Regions from separate parts of the Mus musculus genome. Here region 1 is linked to region 2. Evidence: chromatin contacts called from public HiChIP or PLAC-seq data. All regions are on one chromosome and are shown on one strand. Each heading gives the region's core, a stretch centred on a gene start, on an enhancer-like site or on the middle of the called end of the contact. The rest is flanking DNA. Distances are from core to core; before and after follow the strand shown.

What was found. HiChIP or PLAC-seq counts read pairs in DNA pulled down with a chosen protein or histone mark.
Region 1: an HNF4G HiChIP or PLAC-seq map of pancreatic cancer cells shows a contact between it and region 2. The contact joins the promoter of Poldip2 here to the promoter of Tlcd1 in region 2. A contact is called at or near these places in 1 of 39 promoter capture datasets (neural stem cells), 2 of 484 Hi-C or Micro-C datasets (both in embryonic stem cells), 4 of 115 datasets of contacts at active chromatin or transcription factors (the SCID.adh cell line, embryonic stem cells and pancreatic cancer cells) and 3 of 9 other capture datasets (adipose tissue, liver and pancreatic islet).

The regions. Positions count from the first base shown.
Region 1 is chr11:78,510,448-78,516,698 of GRCm38.p6, reverse strand. It overlaps Poldip2 (polymerase (DNA-directed), delta interacting protein 2), which reads right to left and starts at 4,403. Exons shown (of 11, transcript NM_026389.3): 1 at 4,227-4,403; 2 at 2,698-2,779; 3 at 1,514-1,611. The coding sequence starts at 4,387. Tmem199 (transmembrane protein 199) reads left to right here and starts at 4,531. Exons shown (of 6, transcript NM_199199.3): 1 at 4,531-4,802. The coding sequence starts at 4,592.
Region 2 is chr11:78,177,244-78,183,629 of GRCm38.p6, reverse strand. It overlaps Tlcd1 (TLC domain containing 1), which reads right to left and starts at 4,972. Exons shown (of 4, transcript NM_026708.2): 1 at 4,574-4,972; 2 at 4,178-4,260; 3 at 4,008-4,090; 4 at 2,810-3,683. The coding sequence starts at 4,767. The coding sequence ends at 3,300. It overlaps Mir7653 (microRNA 7653), which reads right to left and starts at 4,803; the gene lies at 4,743-4,803. Rpl23a (ribosomal protein L23A) reads left to right here and starts at 46. Exons shown (of 5, transcript NM_207523.2): 1 at 46-111; 2 at 644-827; 3 at 2,037-2,213; 4 at 2,407-2,476; 5 at 2,633-2,695. The coding sequence starts at 87. The coding sequence ends at 2,647. It overlaps Snord42a (small nucleolar RNA, C/D box 42A), which reads left to right and starts at 2,284; the gene lies at 2,284-2,328. It also overlaps Snord4a and Snord42b.

The DNA of each region.
Region 1 (6,251 bases), core at 3,154-5,653, 330 kb before region 2:
GCACCTCCAGCCAGCTTCTCCCCAGTCTCCCTCTAGGGCCCATGCGATTACCGCTCCGGGCACCTCCTTGAAGACAAAAGAGCCCACCTGTTACCTGAACCCCAAGACCACAAGGACCTTATACTTCTTTCACCCCAGGGTGATCATTTGTGGAACCTTCCCTCTTTTACTGTACTCCAGTGATGATGTGAGATTAACAGAAAGATGTCCAACTGTGCATCAAGAAACCAAGAAGGGCTGGTGAGATGGCTCAGTGGGTAAGAGCACCCGACTGCTCTTCCAAAGGTCCGGAGTTCAAATCCCAGCAACCACATGGTGGCTCACAACCACCCATAATGAGATCTGAGGCCCTCTTCTGGTGTGTCTGAAGACAGATACAGTGTACTTACATATAATAAATAAATAAATAAATCTTTTTAAAAAAAAAAAAGAAACCAAAAAGCAGGGCTAGAAAGAGGGCTTAGTGGTTGAGAGCACCAACTGCTCGTCCAGAGGACCCAAGTTTAGTTTCCAGCACCCACAAGAAGTTCACACTGTCTTTAACTCAAGTTCTGAAGAATCTACACCCTCTTCTGGCCTCCAGGAGCACTGCATGAATGTGGGACACAGAGCTACATGCAGGCATAACATTCATATGCATTATATAAAAATAAAATCTTCAGAAAGGGAGGGATTAAGAATAGCCTGGTGTGGAAACTCATGCCCTCCTCAGCACTGGGCTGACAGAGGCAGAGGTACACAGATCTCATGTGTTTAGGGCAACCAGAGTCATGTAATAAATAATATTGAAATAAATCAAAAGGTAAACTCAATAATAATCATAAAGGAGAAGGGGTAAAAAATGGCTGTGTTTAAAGGGCACTGCTGCTCTAATGGAGGACCCAGGCTTGGTTTCCAACACTCATGACAGCTCACCACCATCTCTAATTCCAGTCTCAGGACCCAGCGCCCTCTTCTGGCCTCCCTGAGTACTGTACACAGACACTTCCAGGCAAAACATCCATATACACAAAATAAAAACAAACTTTTTTAAAAGAAAAGAAGTAAAAAAAAGTAAGAAAATAAATCAAGAAAACTGTTCCCTAAAACATTCTCTGGGGTTCAGATTATAAAAAGGAAGGACAGACAGTTCTGGGGAGGCCCACAGAGACCCCATAGCACTTTTGTCTCCATGGGGATGAGTGCCAAAGAAACACTCTGGGATTATTTCCTTTATTTTAGTTGGTTGGGTTGTTTTGTTTTGTTCCTGTTTGTTTTGTTTTCTGAAACAGGGTCTCTCTACAAAGGCCTGGCTCTTTTGCAGTTCTGGAGCTCACTCTGTAAACCAAGCTGGCTTTGAACTCAGAGACCCTCCTGTTTCTGCCTCCCAAGTGCTGGGATTAAAGTGTACAGTACCACGCCTGGCTTGGGGTTATTTCTAAAGCCCAAGGGATGCTGTTTTTACCCCAACTGCATGTGTCTGCCACAAGTCAGGCCACCTGAGGACACCATGAGATAAGATAGAGAAACTTACTTTTCTGGAGTTGCAGAAGCCACATCCCGGTCATACAGTCTGGCCTGCCAGGGAAACAGGACGACCCCTCGGTAGCCAAAAACACTATGGAGGAATAGCTAGGAGGAGAGAGATCTCGATGAGCCTGCTGTCTCGAAGATCCATCCAAGTGGGCCCCGACCATAGCGGCCTGGGTAGAAGCAACTACAGCAGTCTCCCCAGCTTTGCCCTCAAACTACTGAAGTATTCTCATGCCTGTCACCAGGCTGACCCCAACCTTTCAGATCACCTTTGGCCTCCAGGGAACTTTCCTTGCCCTGCCCTCCTCTTACTGCAGCGCAGAGCCACTGATTATAACTGTCTGCTTTAAGGATTTGTTTTACTTTAGTTATATGTGTGGATCTGTATCTGGGTACCATGCACTTGAGTGCAGGGACCCAAGGAAGTCAGAGGCATTGGGTTACCTGGGGCTATGTGACTCTGGAGTCAGTTCTGTCCTCACCTTTACTTCTAGGCTTCCTCAGCAAGTGCCTTGACCAGTCGAGCCACATCGCCTGCTTCTTACTGTGTTTTAAGAGTATCACTACACTAGACCTCCAACTTGAAGTGATCCTTCTGCCCCTGCTTCTGGAGTGCTGGGATTTGATGCTATTATACACATATCTCCAGAAATCCATCTTTAACAAGTTTTGTGACTCTAGTGCACATGCATTCACACGTAAGAATACATACTATCAGTTGTTCTTTGATCTCCATGCCTGGGCGCATGCACACACGCACGTGTACACACATACCCATTCTAAATAAATCAATGTAAAAAAAAAAAACAAAAACAACCTTTTTTTTCTTAATTTGTGATTCTGAGCTGAACATGGTTACACACATCTGTAACACAAGTATTCCATAAGGGAACGAGTTTGCAATGTCAAGGTCACCGTGGGTTACAGAATGAGTCAAGGCTAAACTAAGCTACACAGAAGACTCTGCCTCAAAACAAGTCCAAAATTTATCTTGGTCAAAATGAAGATGGATTGAAACTTGGGGTGTAGCTCAGCAGATGGCATCTGTCTCTAAGACCGGTGGGCAAAGAGATGAAGAATGAAAAGATACAAATACCGCTGAGATTCAATATTCTGACCAAACTTAGCTGCATTCAGAAACAGAATAGTCCATGAAAATGAGAGGAGACCTAGCACAGTACCTACCTGCCCAGTCTCATATTTTCCATTTTGTTTTGGCACCTCAAACACACCAACTGTCTCCAGCACTTTGCCCTCTGCACGGTTCCTGAGTGGGAAGGAAAAGAACAAGCAAGTGAGACCCTGAGAAGACAGCAGTCCTTCGCCAGGAAAAATCAGACACGTGAACAAAGAAAGCCCCCTAGTACTCTGCAGGGTCAGGGCAATGACAGCCAAGGCCCAGGATGCTGCTTTTCCTCATTTAAGATCCAGCCATGGGCATCTACATGGTGAAGGTCTCCCAGTCTTCCAGGGTTTTGTGTGACTACTCCAAACTTACTTCCTTCTATCTTTACTTAGCATTTCCAAAGTCATTCTTATTCTTGCATATCCTGTTTCAATGCACACCTTCACCCACCCTCCGGGTCTTCCCCCCCCCCCACATGTTAACCATCCTTCCAACTTTGCATTTCAGTTCCTGGTATGCATGCCTTGAGTCCATTAAGGACCTGAGAGACATGCCTAGTGTGTAAGAGGTGCTCAAAAAGCATTTGTTCTGAGGCAAGCAGTTCTTCTGTCTCTACTTTTACCCACTGCTGCTTGGCAGTATACTCACTAAGCCTGGCATTTGCTACTTGGAAGAATTGTTCTGAACCAAAAATGGTTCCACACATCGGTAATCCCAGGGCTCTTAAGGCTAAGGCTGGAAAATAACAGGTTCTGGGCCCATCTGGCTACACAGCATGATTCTCCCAATCCTACACATTCAACTGTGCTGTAAATTCTAAGTCTTTACCCTGACCTCAGGACCTAGCATTTCTAGATTCTCAAAGGTACCCCACACAGTACACTTAGCACTGCCGTGTCTCCACCCAGTGTCTTTTCACATTTACTTGTCTTAAATAGCAAATACCTCCCTTAACCACTATCAGGTCATTTCCATCAACTTATCCTTTTAAATAGGATTAATTTTGCTATGGATCCATCAAAGCACTGTAATGTTACTTTGGAAATGTTAACTTCATAGCCAACTTTTCAATCCTGTCTGATCCCTACAAGGCTTTGTTTACACCGCCCCCCCCCCCCCGAGCCTCAACCCCTATTTCCCAAGTCACATGGGCAAAATCAGTCTCCCCAAGGTCACATGGAAACAGGACCCACAAAGGTAGACACTTAAATCGACTTGTTTCCCACAGAATAGCATATTTCTGAGAGTCACTGACCCAAAAGGGCCCGGGGATCCCTGTAGTTGTATTAAATGGCAGCCCACTCCAGGTGCCGGGGACCCCAGCCTGGGAGGCAGGATTCGCCTAAGAAGCGTTACTTGTTCTCCCTCGGAGCTGCCCTGCACTGCCAGGGCCCTGGGCAGTGCTCCCTTCTTTGCTCTTGGCACATGTCCCAAGCAGCCCGTGTCGGCTCTCTCCTCGGGACCCTTTCTCAGGTGGCACTCCGGCTGCCCAAACAGAGTCAGGCCTCCTGGCTTCCTTAGTAGCTAGGTAGAAAACGCTCCCTAGATTCTGGGCCCGGCTCCCTGGCCCCCTCTCTCCGTCCCTCACCGGGACGACAGATGCCTTCGGGTCGTCGCTGTGGCCACCGGCGGAAGGCCCCCTGCTCCACCGACCGCACACAGTGGCCTCGACCCTCGGGTCGTGGCCAGCGACCGAGACCACCAGCGGCTGCCCACTGCTAGGGCCCGTCGGGCCACACAACCAGCCATGTCCCGCCCGAGCGCCCGCTCGGCTGCTGACACAGGGCCCGACCCGCGGCGGGGCGCCGTCCCGCCCCCGCCCCACACTGCCCCGCGCCTAAGCCCCTCCCCTCGGGCCCGCCCCCCGCGGCCGCGTGGGCTCCTCCAGCTACATCCGGCGCCTGTGAGCGGAAGTCCGAGTTTGGGATCACCTGATCAGAGCGTGAGGCAGAAATGGCGTCTTCCTTGCTTGCCGGCGAACGACTGGTTCGCGCTTTGGGTCCTGGCGGAGAACTGGAACGGGAGCAGCTCCCCCGGAAGCTGCGTGCCCAGCTCGAGGCTGCTCTGGGAAAGAAACACGCGGGCAGTGATAATGCCACGGGACCCCGGCGCCTGGTTTCATTCCGTCTCATCCGAGATCTGCATCAGCACCTGAGAGAAAGAAGTGAGCGGTCCCCATTCAAGAGTCGCCGCGTTCTTTTCAGATCTAATCCCTTCTGAGGCGTATTTTCCCCCCATCACTCTCGAGTGCCTACCGAGTTCTCATATATCCAGTCCAAAAGCCTTCTCATAAACCCCAGGTTTACTACTTCCATCTTAACTTCCGTGAAAATTCTTAGTGTGTTACAAAACGTATTTTCAGATTTTGTTGAGTCCTCTTTTAGTGCCACCTAAGTCCATGTGAATTTTTTTAGGAAGTCGAGATTGTAGCCCAGTACTATCTGACAGGTTGAGTTTCTCCATTTGAGGGCCATATATCAATAGTGAGCATATCGTGTTTGGAAAAAGTGATTTTTTTTCCTTCCATCTCAAAGGTAAAGGTGCAAGCCCCAGTTTAGGGGTGAGGGTAGGGAAACGGTAACAACAACAAAAACTATTGAAAGATCTGGATTGAGTCGCATGTAGTTCTAGACATTGTAAAGAAGTCATTTCTCCTTTTCAGACCTATTTACTTATGTTAAGGTAGGGAATAGGGTAAACTGGCATGTAACTTACCTTGCCAGAGTTAACATATCCTGGCCAGAAGTGCAAAGGGTAGATGATCAACTATTTAGACTTAAGAGAATCTTAGAAAAAGATCCTCTAATACAGTGTCCGCTGAGTGTTTAGCATCACAACCCAATCCTGACTAGGACAGATCTATTATTTTCACAGAAATAACCTACCATTGGTAGTGGTGAGGTAGGGTTGGTAACGAAGACTGACAGTTAAAGTCCACTCTATGACACTAAAAAATACTTAGGTGGAATTGTCCTAAATCTTTCCTAGTTGAAAGTTATCTTGAGTAAAATGAAAAATAATTGAATAAACACAAGGAGAGAAAGAAAATGATCACAAGGTTGGGCATGGCACGTACCTGAAACCCAAGGGGCTGAGGCAGTAAGATTGTGAGTTGTCTAGATGAAGTACATGAGAATTCAAGAGACAGCTAGGTGTATCTAAATGAACTTAAGGTTAGACTGGTTTCATAATGAGTTCTGAGCCAGCCTGGTCTACATGATATGTGTATGTATATACATATATCAGCCTTGTCTCAACAATATATCTATATATGAGAGAAAGAAGTGAGCGGTCCCCAATCAAGAGTCGCCGCGTTCTTTTCAGATCTAATCCTTTCTGAGGCGTATTTTCCCCCATATCACTCTCCAGTGCCTACCGAGTTCTCATATATCCAGTCCAAAAGCCTTCTCATAAACCCCAGGTTTACTACTTCCATCTTAACTTCAGTGAAATATGATATATATATATATATATATATACGAGTTATATATGAAATATATGAGTTAAATATGAAATATATATGAGTTTACAGGGATGGCCGTGTTTTATTTGGGTAAAAATTAGGGCTACCCACTTCTGTCATCTTAGCTTTCCAGCCTCAGCTGCACGTGTC
Region 2 (6,386 bases), core at 3,723-6,222:
GCTATATATAAGCTATCGCGAGACTTTTATGAGCCTCCATTCTATAAGCTCATGGGAATTGGGCTGGGCCATCCTTTTCAGCCAAGATGGCGCCGAAAGCGAAGAAGGAAGGTATGTTGCGGTATGGGAATCTGTCAGGTCGGTCTTGGATACCCGCAGAGCGAACTCGCGGGGAAGAAGAATGCCCGGCTAAGCCATGGGGGGCTTGTTCTGTGGCTACTGTCGCGACTAGGCCCCGCTGCGGGGTATGAGGACCGCGTGGGCCAAGCCGCATGGGCTGGTTCCAGTGCAGGGGATTGGCAAAGCCACCGGGCCGGCAGCGGCCGCCACTGATGGCCAAGCATTTGACTTTGGGAAGCTCCTTAACATCCACAGGGTGGCGCTCCGGGTCTCCAGACCTATAAGGGATTAAAAGTAGTCCTTATTCGCCCTTTCCCCACGTTAAATGGGGTTATACGCACCCACGTGATGGTACAACGGGTTAATTATCTTTGCCTGTGGTATCGTGCATATGATGGAAAAAATCTGAAGTCTCCTGAGACCTGTGATGTCTTCAAAGGAACCACTGATGCACATGCTGGCAGGACGGCCGGAAGGGGTCACTTTACGAATGCCACACTTAATTTTAATTGTCCTCTCCCAGCTCCTGCCCCTCCCAAAGCCGAAGCCAAAGCGAAGGCCTTGAAAGCTAAGAAGGCGGTGCTGAAAGGCGTCCACAGCCACAAAAAGAAGAAGATCCGAACGTCACCCACCTTCCGGCGGCCCAAGACCCTGCGGCTCCGGAGGCAGCCAAAATATCCTCGGAAGAGTGCGCCCAGGAGAAACAAGTCAGTAGGGACCCTGGACCCAGTAGCATGTAGTAGGGCATTAGGAGTTCTTAACGTAGCTTCCCTTATAAAACACAATTGTTGAAGGAGCTGGTGCGGTGGAAGTGTGAGGTTATTTAGTCAGTGTTTGAAAGTTGACTTCAAAGAGATGTTGCTTATCTTGGTTCCAAGTGATAGGGGACTTGTTGGAACACAGGAGAGTGTTGATTAAGATGTCCAATTGGGGAGTGATGGCCTTCGAATAGTGTTATGAAACACACTTTTTTTTTTAAGATTTATTTGTTTTTTTATTTACATGAGTACACTGCAGCAGTCTTCAGATACACTCACTAGAAGGGGGCATCGGATCCCACTACAGACATTTGTGAGCCACCGTGTGGTTGCTGGGAATTGAACTCAGGACCTCTGGAAGAACAGTCAGTGTTCTCAACAGATGAGCCATCTCTCCAGCCTGAAAGACACTTAATTGATCAAATTCTGACGCTACTCAAAGGAAGTTTGAGAGAATGCTTACTGAAAAGTGTTTTGTCTATGGGGGAAGTACTCACCAGACACAATTCATTGCCTATTTGTACCTAGAATTTTTGAGTCATTACTTGGCAGTTGCATAAGTAAAAACTTGGCTTTTCAGAATCTTAAGAAAAAGTTGTTTCCTGATAGCTCAAGGCCAATTTTAGAGTTGCATTGTTTTCACCATGCTTGGTGGTTATTCTGTAATGCTGGGTGGTGGAGGCTAGAGAATCTCAAGTCCAAGGTCATCTTGGGGTTCATGTCTCAGATCAGAGGGGCGGGTGTGAGTGAGTGTGGCTCTTGGATTTCAGGCTAGCTTGTGCTGTATTGTGAGCCCCTGCCTCAACTACACTCTTGGGGTGTAGCCAACCTCTAGCAATTGAGCACAATTTTCTCTATAGTTATTTATTTGATCTGGTCTCATAATAGTAAATGTGGAACTCCAGTGGATAAATGCATAAATTAAACTTGATTCTTTAGTCAAGAGAATATACAGGATTTGACTGTAAATGGGAAGTTGAGCCCATAGTGGTTTGGGTGCATGTGATGACATTATTTAGCGACCAAAGTCTGATAAAGATGATTGTGATCTATTGTCTGATGCACCTATTCTTTCCTAGTCTGGTTCTAAAGTAAACCATGTGTTGAATGCTGGCACCAGGGCAGCTAACTCCATTTTCCTCTCCCATCTCTCCCTAGGCTTGACCACTATGCTATCATCAAATTCCCACTGACCACGGAGTCAGCCATGAAGAAAATAGAGGACAACAACACTCTTGTGTTCATTGTGGATGTCAAGGCCAATAAGCATCAGATCAAACAGGCTGTCAAGAAACTCTATGACATCGATGTGGCCAAAGTCAATACCCTGATAAGGTGAGTTGGGCCAGGCAGAGATCAGAAAGCTTGTGGGCCTTTACTTAAGCTCTGTGCAAATGATGGAAAACTCAATGTTTGGAAAAGAATGACACCAACAAAGGAACCACTGATGCTGAGGAGGGATATGGGAAGGGTGTGGGAAGGGCAGGGGTTGTGAGCATCTAACTCTGAGGCTTCCTTCTCCACACAGGCCCGACGGAGAGAAGAAGGCGTATGTTCGCTTGGCTCCTGATTATGATGCCCTAGATGTTGCCAACAAGGTAAGCATAATCATTTCTCTGTTTAGATGCTGCATCAACAGCAAATCTGACTGCACTCTCTAACAAGCCCCGCCCTCCCTGTCCTGTCCTCCCAGCACACTTAACCTTAAGGAATTCAGCTCCAGTAACTCAGCTCCGTTTTGTTTTGTTTTTCAGATTGGGATCATCTAAACTGAGTCCAGATGGCTAATTCTAAATATATACTTTTTTCACCATAAATAATGCTGCTTGTCATTTGTCGCTTTCTAGTTGGGCTGGGGACAAGGCCATGCTGCGGGGTGGGTGCTGGGATCAAACCCAGGGCTTTCTCAGCTCTGAGCAATTAAGACTTGATTTGCTTAACCCAATGGGGACACATGATGATGCAGTCCCCATGCTAGCTCAGTACCAGGGTCATTTATTATAGACAGGTGTTGGTTCTCCTGGGACACTGCTCCATCACAGGCTCAAAGGACAAGCTTTACAAGAATTCCTTCCCTGCTACAGGCTGGTGTGAAACCAATACCAGGGTTTGGAAGAGCAGAGGGGTTATTTTAGAATTGTCAGCATCCATTTCAGGGCAGTATGGGTTGGCAGGCTTTTGGACAGTGTCTTGTCCTCACCCATTTAGCCATGCCCAACCGGTTGGTCTGCTTCCCTCAACCCTTGCCCAAGAACAGGACTTCAGAGAGCTTTCATTAGTGTTTTCAATAGTGTGGGTGTAAGCTTAAGGTGGAAAGGCTGGCCCCAGAATACACCCAAGCTTGGGGCAGAGTACTAGTTTATGTTACAGAGCAATTGGCTGTGCTTGCCATCCCTTTTACAAGTCCTGGGTTCTACTTTCTCACTCAGTCAAGAATTTGTCTTTTTGTTGGCGCCTGGGTGCACGTTCAGGGCAGAAATCAGAGCGGAGGAGGCGAGAAAAGTAGATGATTATCATCAAGTCCAGCATGAGCAGGATGGCCAACAAGAATGTGCCCAGGGTCCTCTGGCCAGCATACTGTAGGAAGAACTTGGTGAGGTAGGCCTGAGGGGCCAATCGGAAGAGGAAGTACATGACCAAGTTGATATACTTGTTGACCTTGTAGAGGAGGAGATCCTGAGCATTGTTTATCTTCATCATCATCCTTAAGGTGAGGAAGATGTTGCTGACCTCTACCAGTAGTGTTAAGACGCCACCACCAACAAATCTTTTCCAAAAGATACCAGAGAAGAAGGCGCCCATAGCCTAGGGGACAAGTGACAGAACAAGGGCCCATGAAAACAGGTCATATCAGTCGGAAGCTGAGGAACACCAACTTTACTGCTAAGGTTTCTTTATTCACTAGCGTTAGACTTTGTCCACGAGGGTCTAACTCTGTATGACATCCTGGTCTGTTTACCTAGATAGTAGATAGGCCTAGGCACTCTGCTGTCCCCAGAAGGTGTTTAAACATTGAGAGAGTCTTAGGCAACTTAGAAGTCAGACGCTGCTGGGTTAAGATGGCCTCCCTCCCTGGCTCCAGGGGTTGTGAAGATTTTGCCTGTGTCATTTCACCGGGTTCTCCCTTACCATGACATGATGAACAAGGTATTCCCAAGAAGCTCGAGTTTGCTTGCTAACCACAATGTCCACTGTGTCGTGGATAAAGTATCCTAGTGGAGAGGTAGGGAAAGAGGAAAAGACTGAACACTTTGAAATTATCTTCCAATCTAATCTTAACCTTCTTGGGCATAACCTACCTGCAGAGAAGCAAACAAGCAAATAGCCAGAAGCTGACCACGCTGTTTCAATCTCCACCAGCATTTCAGGGGTTTGCCATAAGCTGGAATAGAGAAAAGGGATGTTCTCGCGGTTGTAGCCTCCCGGAGGACCCTCGCCTCCCCCAACAGTCTTGCCAGTCCCAGGGTGCTCTGTGCGCCTACTATTGGCTGGTTGAAGAGTAAGGAGGGACTTGGCCAAAGCCCAGGTACCTTGGGTTTCCCACAGCCGTTCTTGGTTGGGTAGTTTTCCAAACGGAATCAGGTGAGATCCTTGGCGTCTGTTCACCCGTGATGGGAATAGCAAGAGGGAGCCCAGTCCGAGCACCCCGCGAAAGATCCCACGGCCATCTCATTTACCCCGGGTTGTTCACTCACCACAGCAGTGCCCAGATCCCTGATACAATGGAGTGGGTGAAAGAGACGAGTAGGTTGTGCCAACGCCAGGTGCGCAGGGGGTCGGTTTGCACGTGTGCAGGCTGGGGCAGGCGACAGAGCACGCGCCGGAGTGCCCGGAAGGTCAGCGTGGCGCCCAGGAGCAGCGGCCAGGCGGGGTGGAACAGTAGGGGCATGCTGACCCTTCCTGCCGTCTGTCTGTCCGCCCCTTAAGCCGTCTCCTCCGACAGTTCTGGGAACACCGTTCCTTCTCTGGCCAGCGCGCCACGATCGTTTCTGCCGCGGGCCGCCAGCCCCACAGTTTCGCGGAGCCCTCAAGGCCCCTTCGCTCCTCCCCGCGTTCCCAGTGAGGCCTCTGCCCGCCCCTGCCGCCCTCGCCCCCGCCCCGCCCCGCCGCCTGCCCCCGCCCCTCGGGCGCCTCTGCCGCGAGGAGGGCGCGAGGCCGGTGTCCCCCAGGGCCCCGCCCGGAATCGGCCGACTTCGAGCGCGAAGGGGCTGTCCTCGCCATCGTTGCCGAGGCACCCTGTCTGGCGCCTCCCGACATCCGAAGGCGTCCTCGGCCGCCCTCGTGCGTACGGCCCCACTAGCCCACTTCCCGACTTTCTCTGCCGCCACCAGCTCCTACACCCTGGGCAGGTTCTGCGAGAACGCTCCTCTCTCAACTCTTTCAGGGCAGAGCTGGGCGGGACCGTCGCACAGACCGGGCTGCTGAACGCTAAACCCGGGGGCTCAGGAGCGCCGCCTCAGACCACGGCTCCGCCCAGACTCGATTCCTCTCTTGGACCGGGATCGACGTGTTTACCTGCTTCTCCCGCGCCCCGCACGAGTGGTGCTTAGGAACTGTTGAGTCACCCACCATCACCACACTTCTCCCCATCGTTCTTGGGCTCCTGGAACACAGCGGTTGTCACAGTCCTCCCTCAGACAGTCCCAACCCTCTTCTGGCTCCTTGGAGGCTGGGGCGGGGAAGGCTGCCGATTTGCCCAGACAGCTGGGGTGACCCTCTCTCCAGGGCAGCGGCCTGGAGTAGATGCGGCTTCTGGCCACTAGGTGTCAGTCTGTCCTCACTGTGATGCGGGATCCAAGCCCGCCTCCACTCCAGAGAGTAAGGCAGTTGCTCTGCGGAGCGGGATCGGCAGACCAGGAGAAAAGGAGCAACCCAGAGGCGGTGCTGAATGAAGGGAGTGTGCCTTTGGGAGGTGGAAGTGGACAACGAGGGCAAAAAGTGGGGACTAGGAGAACGGTGTTTCAAGATGTTGAGGGGCAAAAGCCCAAGCTCAGACTCCCAGGCACCTATGCCTTTTGGGTATTTGCTGCCTTCCCTGATGGTTCCAGGGTTACACATTAACTCCCAGAGGTCCCCAGGGTCACTCAAGGCCCATTCGGTTACTAAGTGATAGCACGATGTAATGTTTTGTGTGAGCGTTTTACCCCAGCACTCCCTCTTTGCTTCCCCAGCCAACTCCGGCCTGAGCCAGTGACCACAGGTTCCCTCCACGTAGGCTAGTTTGGGGCGGGGCAGGGACAAAAAATAAACAACCCTTCTCTCGCCCACTGAGAAATAGGAACGTTGTTAGCTAAGGACCACCTCCTGAATACTGACATTTTATAACTCCCTTAGAGCTGCAGGCGTCATGAAGAAGTCAGGATTTCATTCATCCTGGTCGAAACCCTAGCAGCGATACCAACCAGCCCACTATTTCTGGACAGAAGCATAGAACCTTCTCTGGGTTTCCCCCTACCGCGACGCTATAAGTTTTGAGTAAAGCTCCGAGTCCCCCTACGGCAGCGTTTT